Regions from separate parts of the Ovis aries genome. Here region 1 is linked to region 2. Evidence: chromatin contacts called from public Hi-C data. All regions are on one chromosome and are shown on one strand. Each heading gives the region's core, a stretch centred on a gene start, on an enhancer-like site or on the middle of the called end of the contact. The rest is flanking DNA. Distances are from core to core; before and after follow the strand shown.

Region 1 (5,877 bases), core at 3,315-5,814, 310 kb before region 2:
GATCACTCACCTACACACATTCTAGGTGACTAGACATTCCAGACATCCTGGAATGTGAAGTCAAGTGGACCTTAGAAAGCATCGCTATGAACAAAGCTAGTGGAGGTGATGGAATTCCAGTTGAGGTATTTCAAATCCTAAAAGATGATGCTGTGAAAGTGTTGCACTCAATATGCCAACAAATTTGGAAAACTCAGCAGTGGCCACAGGACTGGAAAAGGTCAGTTTTCATTCCAATCCCAAAGAAAGGCAATGCCAAAGAATGCTCAAACTACCACACAGTTGTACTTATCTCACACGCTAGCAAAGTAATGCTAAAAATTCTCCAAGCCAGGCTTCAGCAATATGTGAACTGAAAACGTCCAGATGTTCAAGCTTGATTTAGAAAAGGCAGAGGAACCAGAGATCAAATTGCCAACGTCTGTTGGATCATAAAAAAAGCAAGAGAGTTCCAGGAAAACATCTACATTTGCTTTATTGACTATGCCAAAGCCTTTGTGTGGGTCACAACAAACTGTGGAAAATTCTTCAAGAGACAGGAATACCAGACCACCTTACCTGAGAAATCTGTATGCAGGTCAAGAAGCAACAGTTAGATCTGGACATGGACTGGTTCCAAACTGGGAAAGGAGTACATCAAGGCTGTATATTGTCACCCTGCTTGCTTACCTTATATGCAGAGTACATCATGTGAAATGCTGGGCTGGATGAAGCACAAGCTGGGATCAAGATTTATGGGAGAAATATCAATAACCTCAGATACACAGATGACACCACCCTTATGGCAAAAACAAAGAGGAACTGAAGAGCCTCATGATGAAAGTGAAAGAGGAAAGTGAAAAAGCTGGCTTAAAACTCAACATTCAAAAAACTAAGATCATGGCATCTGGTCCCATCAGTTCATGCAAATAGATGGGGAAACAATGGAAACAGTGACAGACTTTATTTTCTTGGGCTCCAAAATCACTGCAGATGGTGACTGACTGTAGCCATGAAATTAAAAGACGCTTGCTACTTAGAAGAAAAGCTATGATGAAGCTAGACAGCATATTAAAAAGCAGAGACATTACTTTGCTGACAGAGGTCCATCCAGTCAAAGCTGTGGTTTTTCCAGTGGTCATGTATGGATGTGAGAGTTGGACTATAAAGAAAGCTGAGCACTGAAGTACTGATGCTTTTGAACTGTGGTGTTGGAGAGATTCTTGAGAGTCCCTTGGACTGCAAAGAGATCCAGCCAATTCTTCCTAAAGGAAATCAGTCCTGAATATTCACTGGAAGGACTGATGTTGAAGCTGAAACTCAAATACTTTGGCCATCTGATGCGAAGAGCTGACTCATTGGAAAAGACCCTGATACTGGGAAAGATTGAAGGCAGGAGGAGAAGGGGACGACAGAGGATGAGATGGTTGGATGGCATCACCAACTCAACGGACATGTGTTTGAGCAAGCTCTGGGAGTTGGCGATGGACAGGGAGGCCTGGCTGGCTGCAGTCCATGGGGTCGCAAAGAGTCGGACACGACTGAGCGACTAAACTGAAGTGAGAGGGTAGGTACTCCAATCAGTATCCCCATTTCACAGTTCAGAAATATTAATAAGAGGCACAGAAAAGTTCAAAGTCATACAACTGGTAAAGTTAGAATTTGAACCTGAGAATAATATTCAGTGTCTTATGATAAAATAGTGGAAAAGAATATGATAAAGAATATATTGTGCATAGAGTATGTGTAACTGAATCACTTTGCTCTACAGTAGAAATTAGCACATTGTGAATCAACTATAGTTCAGTCAAATAAATTGAAAAAAAATTGAATCTTGCATAGTAATAAGTTGCATAAGTTTTTAGGGAGCGGTACCAGCACTGATTGGGTTAGGAGTGAAACCTTGTTCAAGAATCAGGACTTTTCTATCTTCTGACATGTAAAAGGTCATCCTTTGACTGCTGCTTTTACTTTCAGAATGTTCCCTCCTGGTCACAAAATTGCTACAACATCTCTGAGGATCACGTTCTTTCCAAGCAACGTCCGAATGCCAAAAACAGAAGGATTCTTTGATTTCTTCTTCTTTAAGAAATGAGGAAGACCTTCCTAGAAGTTTTTCTGGCTGACTTTCTGTTGGCCAGAATTATGTCAAGTGCCCTGTCTTCAACCAGTCACTGACAAGGTGTACAGAACTACAGTCTGGGACAGGGACGAATCAAGACTTGCATCTTGACACCCCCATTGGGCCACCCTCCCAGAACCTGTTGCTGCTCCATTCCTGAACAGAATCAGTTTTCCTGGGTTTGTTTTTCAATATTGACCATTTTTAAAGTCTTTACTGAATTTGTTATAATGCTGGCTCTTTTTATCTTTTGGTGTTTTTGTCACAAGGCATATGGGATCTTAGCTCCCCAACCAGGGATCAACTTAGATCCCACACCCCCTGCATTGGAAGGCAAAGTCATAACCACTGGACCACCAGGTAAGTCCCTATCTGTTAACCAAGGGCTAGGGCATGGCTACTGGGTTGGTGACCAACAGCTTCTGCAGAATTCCCATTAGCCTCTGTGAAGCTCAAGGTCAGTGATATCTCCCCTTTCCCTGGTGATTCCATGCCCTTAAGATTTCTCCTAAGCCTTCTCTTTGATTCCTTCTAGGACACGCTGCAGCATAGACAGGAGATTTTGAAATTCTGTTGCATAGCTATTTGCAAAACCCCGTCTGCCAACTTCTCTCCTGCCTCTGTTTCCCTCTGCGGATCACACGGGCACACGTGACTGTAGCCTGACCTTGGCGTGTTCACCGTGATTACAGATTTAAACTGTAAGCCCCAACACTCATAAAATCCTAGTCTCCCTATATAAAAATTCCCCAAAGTGGTGCTTAATTTCACATGCTTGCCAAATCCTAAATCCCGAAGAAAAAGCTGCTTTACCTTTGTGCTGAAACTGTAGTTCAACAAAGCTCTTGACTTTGGGGACACACACTGGTGTCCTGGGCAGCACCTTATAGCGGTGATTCATGTTAGGGCTCTCCCTGATATTTTAGTGTCATTGAACTGTCCTGGCTAAAGAGAAGCGGGCGCAGGTTTCTACCAAAGTGTCTCAGGCAGGCTCTCCAAGTGACCAGAGAGAGGGCATCTCGGGACAAATCCTTTTACTCCATGTTCAGACGGGGGGTGTACTGCCTGGGACCTTGTGAATTTTCCTTTTCCTTCCATCTTTCTACACCCTGCCCCCAAGCCCATTTTAACGTATTTCTGGTAATGAAAACAAAACCACACACACTTCACCTTCTAAAAGGCAGATGAAAGCCATTCACTTCAGAATCTGAGACACATATCTGTAAGGGCCTGATCACTGAATCGGGAGGAGAAGGGGACGGCAGAGGATAAGATGGCTGGACAGCATCACTGACTCAATGGGCATGAGTTTGAGCAAGCTCCGGGAGTTGGTGATGGACAGGGAGGCCTGGCGTGCTGCAGTCCACGGGGTCGCAAAGAGCCAGACACGACTGAGCGACTGAACTGAACGGAGATGGCCACTGAATCTACACGGTGATCGCCCTGCAATGACTCTGGAACGTCTGTGAGGTGACTGCGGCTTCACAAAAAGCCAGCTTTGGTCAGAAAGCTTGTGGGAGTGAGTTTCTTGTTAGAGAAAGGTAGGGAGTTTCCCAGCACACGAAGGATTCAAGCAGAGGGTAGTTGACCTTGTGTCTAGCATTCCTGATTTCAGAGAGGCTGAAGGTAAAGAATTTAAGATCTCTTCCAAAGGATTCTAAGATGAGTCAGAAAAGACTCTTTATTCACATGATGTTTTACAAATCATAAAACCGTTAGACGCAGATTTTATCTCACTTCACCTTCAAAACAATTCTCGGGGGGATGGGTTTAACACTTTCATTTTAGAGATGGAGAAAGGTTTAGATGGAAGTGAAGGGATTTCTCCAGACTCACATCTTTGGAAAGTGCATGGTCTTAGGACACTGAGGTCAGAAACAGGGGCACATTCATGACGAGAGGTCAGCCTGAAGCCGGCCCTTTAGTGAGGCACCAGCTCTGTGGCCCAGAGAAACATCTGTCCTGGCCATCCCTCCCTCCCCCATCTCAGGCTGGGCCTGGGCAAAGCTGTGTGACCTCAGGGCCCCTTATGGACGCTCGGTTACTAGAGCTCAGCGCTTCCTGTCTCCGCAGAGGTAGGGTGTGCGAAGCCCGTGGTTTAAACCTGCTCCATGCTTCAGCCTATTCCTGGAGTATTTCCTCTTTAAAAGGACTGCGGGCAGAGGCGCCCTAAGAAGGGGACTGTCAGGTGGGCATTTGGCCTGGAAGCAGGGGCTGTTTCTGTTAGGGGGTCCTTCCAGCCTCACCACCCTGGCCGCCCCCCCAGTCTGGGCCGTGAGAGCTCGGAGGACAATGCCTCGGCCCCGGGGTGGGGTGGGGAGAATGCTGGGGCGGGGGACAGGACGTCCGCTTCCAGCCCTCAGCCCCCGGCCTGCTAACGCTGCTGCGGGGACGGGCCCCTCGTGCGAGGGCCTGGGAAGCAGGCTTTCTTCCACGCTGGCCGTCCTATCAGATTTTGCCCTATTCTGGTAATTCAATGGGAAATGAATCCGCCCAGGAGTCTGGGCTGGCCTCCGAAAGGAAGGTAAACATAACAAAGAGAAAGTCGTTGCCAATTGGAGAGACCATGCGTTCAGGAATAAACAGGAATACAGCCCAGCGGGAAAGCGGGCGTCTCACCACACCTGCAATCCAAACAGGCAGGGGTCCAGCCACAAACGGGCTTCGTTTCTGCTTTCGTTTCTGCTTTCATTCAGGCTGGTCAGTGGGGATGAAGGAGGGGGAAAAGAAGGGTAAACAGATGGTTTCAAAGATAACAGCGCCAGAGTACGCACATATATTTATTTTATATAAGTTTATATTTTCATTTGATATAATTTACACATGTGTATTTACTTCCAGTCTTGTTAGCTCCTAATGCACCAGGAAGTAGTTCCATTTTCAAAGAATCTGCAAAGAATATTTTCCCTCTGAGTAGATATCTTTGACAGAGTACGAGCTCTGGGTCTGTTGGCGGTAGGTTTTCTGACTCCGAGGGCCTGAGGAAAGTTCAGAGAGAGCTTGAGTGACTTGCCCAGGGATGCACGGCTTGGGAGTGAGAAGGAAGACTCTCACTCATTCTCCTGACCCGCCGACAGGGGTTTTTCTGTGCGTCCGGATAAGGCAAGGCGTGAAGGGGCTCGGCACCCCGCTGCACAGCAGGGTAGATACATCGATAGGAACTTTTGTGATTGTTTCACCCCGAGGACATCCTCCTGCCCAGACTGCCCTGGGGGCACCTGCTGGCTCAGAGGAGGGATGCTCGGAAATAAAAGTAGGCACAGACGTTTTCTGTCTCCCACACCAGGGCGTTAGGGATGTTGGAGCTTAAAAAGCAGAGCTCTCTGGGACTTCCTGGCAGTCCAGTGGTTAACACTCCATGCTTCCATGCAGCGGGTGTGGGCACCATCCCTGGCAGGAAACTGAACTGGAGCACCAAAGAATGAAAGCTCTAAGTTTATGCCAGAAACAAGAAGCTTGGAAGGATAACTGAGATTGCAGAGATCGGGGAAGAGAGAGGCTTGCTCATGCTTCTTCTGTTCAGTCATGTTTTACTCTTTGTAAGTAAGACTGGAGTGTAGCCTGGAGCCTCCCAGGCTCCTCTGTCCATGAGTAAGACTGGAGTGTAGTCTGGAGCCCCCCAGGCTCCTCTGTCCATGGGATTCTCCAGGCAAGTATACTGGAATGGGTTGCCATTTCCTCCTCTTCTGATCCAGGGATCGAACCTGCATCTCTTGCAGGCAGATTCTTTACCCTCTGAGCCATCGGGGAAAACAAAGAGAAGGGCTTAGGGTCCA
Region 2 (6,048 bases), core at 1,769-4,268:
CTCTGTGCCTCCCCTCGGAGCCTGGCACGTGTCGGCAGGGACCACCGGTCCAGAGTCCATGGACGAGGGGTCACGGCTCCAGCAGCTCTCTCTCCGACCACCCCAACCCCGTGAGCGCACGGCAGCCCCCTCCTCTCTCCCCCCGAGTGCCACGTGGGGTGACGGGCGAGCCAACCATCTAAGAGAGCCTGCGAGCAAGCCGCCCCAGCGACAGCGCCGACGGAGCAGTGCCCACCACCTCGGTAACCACCAAGTCACACGGCCAAAGAGCTCACAGCGTCCAGAGCCGTGCGGAGAGGCGGTGTTAAGGCAGCACCTTCTCAGGAAGACGGTCGACGCCAGGGATGAGGGACCGACTCGCCTGGCAGGGAAACACGGGCCAGCTGGAGCAGACCCCGCCCCGCCACCCTCTGTCCGGCATGCACTGAGCCAGCGCCCACGCGGACGGGGCTACCAGAGCCATCCAGTGACGCGGCAGACGCGGCGCCACCCCAGGGAGTCTTCCACTGAGGCTCAGGGGGAGACCCTATTTCTGTGCATATCACTAGGAGATGATGACGTTTTCTTACTATACTCGCACGCACACCGCGGGAGCAGCAGGATAACCAAGGCACAGCTTTCTCTAATCAGGACACCGGGGTCAGAGTCGGCACCATTCCAAGCGGAAGGCACACAGATAACGGTGTGCACAGGCCACAAACGCCTCCCCGAGAGAAACGTGGAAAGGCAGATCCTTATAAATGGAGTTTGCACATTTCAACGCAATAACTGCTAAACTAGTTTTGAAGGGCAAAAACGTTGCCAACCCCCCCTCGAAACAGCCCAAATGCACTTAATATGTATCACTGAACATGTGCAAAGATTGCAGTAAATTGCTTCACAAGCGCAAATTATTGCAATCAGCATCTTGTTTTCTGGTTCTAAATTCAAAGCAAACTATTAACACAAGCCTGCTAACTCTTGCTATTATCACACATCCTCCTCCTAACAAAACCACATTTCCAGATGGACTGCCAAAATTAGTCAAGTGGCTCCTAAGAAAGACGACCAAGATTGACATGCCAGAAACTCATTTAGAAATGAAAGCTGGATTTAAATAAAGGAAACAGACACCCAAACACACCTTTCCTAAGGAAATACGGGTTGCGCTCTTTACTATCCAAATTCCACAGCCACTCAGTGAGGCCCTTCGCAGGAACACTGGGACAGCTGGGCTGCTCCCCCGTCAGCATACTGACCAGCCCTCGGCCATGAGCACGACGCAGGCTGGGTCCAATGCAGGGGGAGGGTCCTGCTAACAAATTCTGCAAAAGCTATTTCAACTCAACCCAGACAAGGCGTGAAGATTGCAGAATTCAGGAGAGAGGGTGGGCACCTCTGCGACAAGACTGGTTGCCATAACCAGTTTCAGACTTCTGCGTTTACTAGGCGTTTGACATAAAGGCTGATTTTTTAGAAATGTATCCACCCCCAGCAACACGTAAGGGAGGCAGAGAAGACGACTGCAGTGCACTCTATCGGCAGCCAGGCCTGCGGAGCAGAACCAGCTGTCAGAGTTGTCGGGTCCGGACTACGACTCACCGCTCTGCCTCCCTCTGGAAACTCAAGGCAGCAACGTTCATCTACAGCTGAGAGGCTCCGGGGCTCAGAACCAAGGTGGGCCCTGAGGCTAGGAAAGGAGTCAGGTTCTCCATGCCAGGAAGAGGCTCAGGCTAAAGGGAGACACCCTAGAATTCCTCTTCCCCGGGAGAAACAGCAGTCACAGAAGTACTTCCAAGAAGGAAAAAGCAGCTCTGGTGTCTGATGGCACCTTGACCACACATGCTAAAAAAACAGAAGAGCCACTTACCACTGGCCGGCCTTAAAAGAAAAGTCTTTATCCGCGATGAGCAGGCGGAGCCTCTTCACCGACGGGGACTCGCTGGCTACTCCACACACCTTGGCTGCCGAAACGACCTGGAACCAAAAGATGATGCTGCCTGAGGTTCCGTTCAGCTCAGCTCAGTTCAGTCACTCAGTCGTGTCCGACTCTTTGCGACCCCATGAATCGCAGCACACCAGGCCTCCCTGTCCATCACCAACTCCCGGAGTTCACTCAGACTCATGTCCATAGGGGTGCTCAACTCGGAAACAAACTGGCTTTCTAGTAACTGCATTATTTTTTTTTTACTCCACAAAGATGTGGTTTTCAAAAATTGTAAAACAAGGTAAAGCATACTTTGCTTCAGAATTCTGCCTACCACCAGATGAACAAACTTCAATTATTTGGGGAGACTTGCTATCATACTCATTGAATTTTATTCTGCGTATAGAAACTCTCTTGAGGGGACTGTTTAACAAGCGCATATTTGCTGAGTGTGCAGCGTGTGCCAGCACCGGGCTGGGCGCTCTGGAAAGAGCCCCCCCGCCCCCCCCGCCAGCCCCGTGGGCCCTGCCTGCAGCCTGACTGCTCTGGAGCAAGCACGCTAATGAGAGCCATGGTCAGCCGCAAGCCTGTGTTTGTCCTAAGCCTGCCTAAGTCCAAGTCACGCTGATTTCAGAAATGAAAAGCAAACACTTAGAAACTTTGTGTTTAGCAATTTCAAAGAGTAAACTGTGTCTCTGTTGACTCTGACAACAGACAACAAATTGGGTGTGTGCTCCCTGTGTCTCTGTTTCCTTCATTTATCTTTTCCAGTTCATTTTTATTGTATTTTACAAGATATAAACAGTTCACAACCTTCAAACAGCAACGAAAACAGCCTTTTGCTACAGGTCGCCAGAGAAGCACTGTTTTAACTGACGTGTCTGATTTTCAGAAAATCCTAAGAAGGCCTGAGTCAGGCTCTCCTCAGTTCAGTGTCACCCACGCCCCACATTCGCTCCGCGTGGTTCTACTTCCGCCGTTCCTTGTTGCTTCCTCCGCCCAGAGCTGGGACTTCTTCACAACAGCAGAGAGAAGACAGTAAGACTCCCCGCCTCCTACCGCTCTGGGCTCCACTTCTGGCAGCAAATCCCACCAGCAGCAGGCGTTCAAATACAGCCTTTCTGCCTGTGTTACCTTTTCAGCTCCACCAGGGGGCGCCCCTGGGCTCGGTCAAGGTCAGGGGGCCTCCCTTCCTAATGGGAGTTTCAGTTCAGTTGCTCCAACATGTTCGACTCTGCAACCCCATGGACCACAGCACGCCAGCCCTCCCTGTCCATCACCAACTCCCAGAGTCCACCCAAACTCATGTCCGTCGAGTTGGTGATGCCATCCAACCATCTCACCCTGTCGTCCCCTTCTCCTCCCGTCTTCAATCTTTCCCAGCATCGGGGTCTTTTCCAATGAGTCAGTTCTTCGCATCAGGTGGCCAAAGTACTGACTGGAGTTTCAGCTTCAACATCAGTCCTTCCAACGAATGTGACCTCATCCAGCCCCTTTTCTCCAGTAGGACCAAGTCTAGTCAAACGAGCAGTGGGAGACAACTCCTAAAATTCCACAGGAAAGTTCTCCAGATGCTGGTGGTCTCCCCGACCGCAAAGCACCTCTGAAAAGGTGCTGGCTTTCTCGTGCTCCTGTAAAACCCCCGCCACTGAGGACCTTTCTCAGCGTTCTGACCAGCCCTCTCTCCTGTCCCTGAGAGCAAGTCAGGTTGGCTCTGCCCTGCGGAGCCTCTGCCTGCGCCTCTGTGATCCCAGCCCCACTCACCCTGCCTGAAAGGCCGCCTCACTCAGCTCCCACCAGCCTTCCCTCACGTCCAGCCTGTGCCCCAGATCCTCCAACTCATCAGACACGATGCCCGATGCTAGCGGTCCCTCCTCAACAACTCAGCCGACAAAAGGAAGCAGCAGAGGATGGCTGTTTGCAGCCAGGGCCCCACAGCCACAGTGCAGCTGCCGCAGCCTGGCTCCACCATGGGCCAGCCGTGTGAGCCTGGGCACACGTGTGAGCCCGGCCCCTCAGCTCGGTGACAAGAACAGTGTTCGCCCCTCACAGAGCTGGCGGGAGGGGCGCCTCACGCAAAGCCTGTGTGAGCAGCACTGCTGCCCCTGAGGAAGTGCTCAGTAAGCGTCGACTGTAGCTTACTACATTAATGGTAACGAGTCCACCAGTGTGTATCTGCCATTACAGGGCAATCTTATACTCGATCCATGCACCACTGCACAGGTCACACCATTGCTGCCGCCACACAGGGCCTTGAAGGCCGAGCACCCAACGCCAGGCGGCGGTTCTCATGGGCAGCCCGGTGGCCTTGGAACCACAGTCTCCACGTTATTTTGCTTAGAATCAACTTAAAAGCCATACTGTCTTTATTTTGGAAACCCAGCCTTTAACCCAGAATCTACTGACACTCTTCTATCCAACAAAACCGTCCCTGCTCCCCGACACTCTCGGTGCCCACGGCCACCTGGCTGCTGCCCTCCTGTGACCTCCCCCAGGGCTGGGGGGCATCTTCTCCGACAACCACACTCAACGCCCCGCCTCAGTTCTCAGCCTCCCTGATCGCTCTGAATCGGACACTTCCGACTTCCTCTGCACGTCCCGAGGCCTCCTCCTTGCCTGGCACATGGGACACAGAACTCCCCCGCCCCCCTGCCTCCCTGACCTCATCCCCCTGACCCTTCTCTGCTCCTCCTCCCACTCCTGACCAGGAGCCTCACCCCTGCTCACTCTCCGCCCCCGGGCCAAGGCCCTCAAGCACTCCCAAAGCTACTGTCCCTTCACCCCGACGCGGCTTTCCTTTTCTGCCAACTGCCAGCTCACAGCTGCACTCTCCGTGATGACAGCCAGCACCTGAGGGGCACCCAGCGCAGGAGCACTCCGGGTTCTGAGGCAGACACTTAATGCACATTAATTCACGCAGCTAATACGGACAACCACATTCCACCCCAAGAGACAGGACTATTACCCTCCATTCTGCAGAAGAGCAAACAGAAAGGGTCGGTGATGTGCTCACGAGCACTTGGGCATGGCTGAGCCCAGAGTCATGCCCAGGTCTGCCCAGCCCTTGGCCGCCTGAGAGCTCTGTCCCAAAGGCAAAGTCACCGACAAGCACGACTAAACCCACCACGCTCCTTCCTTCCACAACCCTTCTGGAGCCCAGGGCCTGGCCCCAGCGGGGCTGAGGTGGAGAAGGCTGTGCCTCACTCAGGGGCCCTGCCAAAGCAGCCGCCTCCCGCAGCTGGGGCTTCCGTTCTGGGTCCACCCGGGACTCAGCATGTCAAACCCACATTGGGCACAGGCACACACAGCCTGGCTCATCCTGGAGCCCGCTCCATGAGCTCCCCTCAAGCCTTCTCCCCCGGCTCACCCACCACCACCCTGAGCCAGGAATCCCACTCTTCTCGCCTGAACTTCTGTCGTTTCCACCTGTCTATCCCACTTAGCACGTTTTATGTAAATGGAAATATTCATAAACATATCTTTTCCACACACAGACCACAAGCCTCCGGCAGGTAGGAGGGGACAGAACCGATATCTAGATCAACTCCCAACCTTGAGCTCAGGGCTAAATGCACAGTCAAGAGTCAGTAAATATTTGTAGAATGGAGCAAAACTCTAACTCAAAGTGACCTAAAACTGGTTTCTGAAACAAAGGTTAGTAGAAATTCAGGAGCTTTTTATGGTCAAAACAGAAAGAAGAAAGGAGGTGGGAGACCGTTGAAGAAAGCCTGGCCTAGTTCATATTCAAAACACAGGAGAGGGCGGGGAAGACGGGGATCTTTTCAGTGGGACAGGACTCTTCAGTAGGACAGGTTTACAAAAGAGAAACATTTGTTTTCATTATTTTCTTTCAGTATAATAATCTGTGAAAACAGCCAAGAGCTCGATTATTTCACCTGTAACAGTTTAAAGGGCTTCTGTCAGATTCATTAAAATCTAGGTAAGTGCAAGCTTTAAACACATCCTAAAGAGTCACCTGGTGGCAGGGGAGTGACATTCATGTCATGGGCCGGGAGGGGTGGGGGGTGGCGTGGAGGCGCAGAGAACCTGAGCTGAAACACAAGCTTGCTCAGTCAGCAAACGCCAGACCATCTAAAATACCATCAACAACAGTTTGTTTGCCAAAGTCCAAATAAAGAATT

The links. A called contact is a pair of places that touch in the nucleus more often than the background predicts.
Region 1: a contact with region 2 is called in a Hi-C map of liver, with 5 times the contacts expected there. The contact joins two enhancer-like sites. A contact is called at or near these places in 8 of 16 Hi-C or Micro-C datasets (blood, hypothalamus, liver and 3 more).

What each region holds. Positions count from the first base shown.
Region 1 is chr1:274,628,673-274,634,549 of ARS-UI_Ramb_v3.0, reverse strand. No RefSeq gene overlaps it. Among named protein-coding and RNA genes, the nearest start is that of RFTN1, 43 kb to the right of the region's middle. Within about 2 kb of position 4,564, at least 5 of the 54 cell types and tissues checked have an H3K27ac peak or open chromatin away from gene starts, as enhancers often do. A contact at or near this core is called in liver, where this site is marked.
Region 2 is chr1:274,316,816-274,322,863 of ARS-UI_Ramb_v3.0, reverse strand. It overlaps OXNAD1 (oxidoreductase NAD binding domain containing 1), which reads right to left. Exons shown (of 9, transcript XM_042238727.1): 5 at 1,850-1,956. Among named protein-coding and RNA genes, the nearest start is that of OXNAD1, 24 kb to the right of the region's middle. Within about 2 kb of position 3,018, at least 4 of the 54 cell types and tissues checked have an H3K27ac peak or open chromatin away from gene starts, as enhancers often do. A contact at or near this core is called in liver, where this site is marked.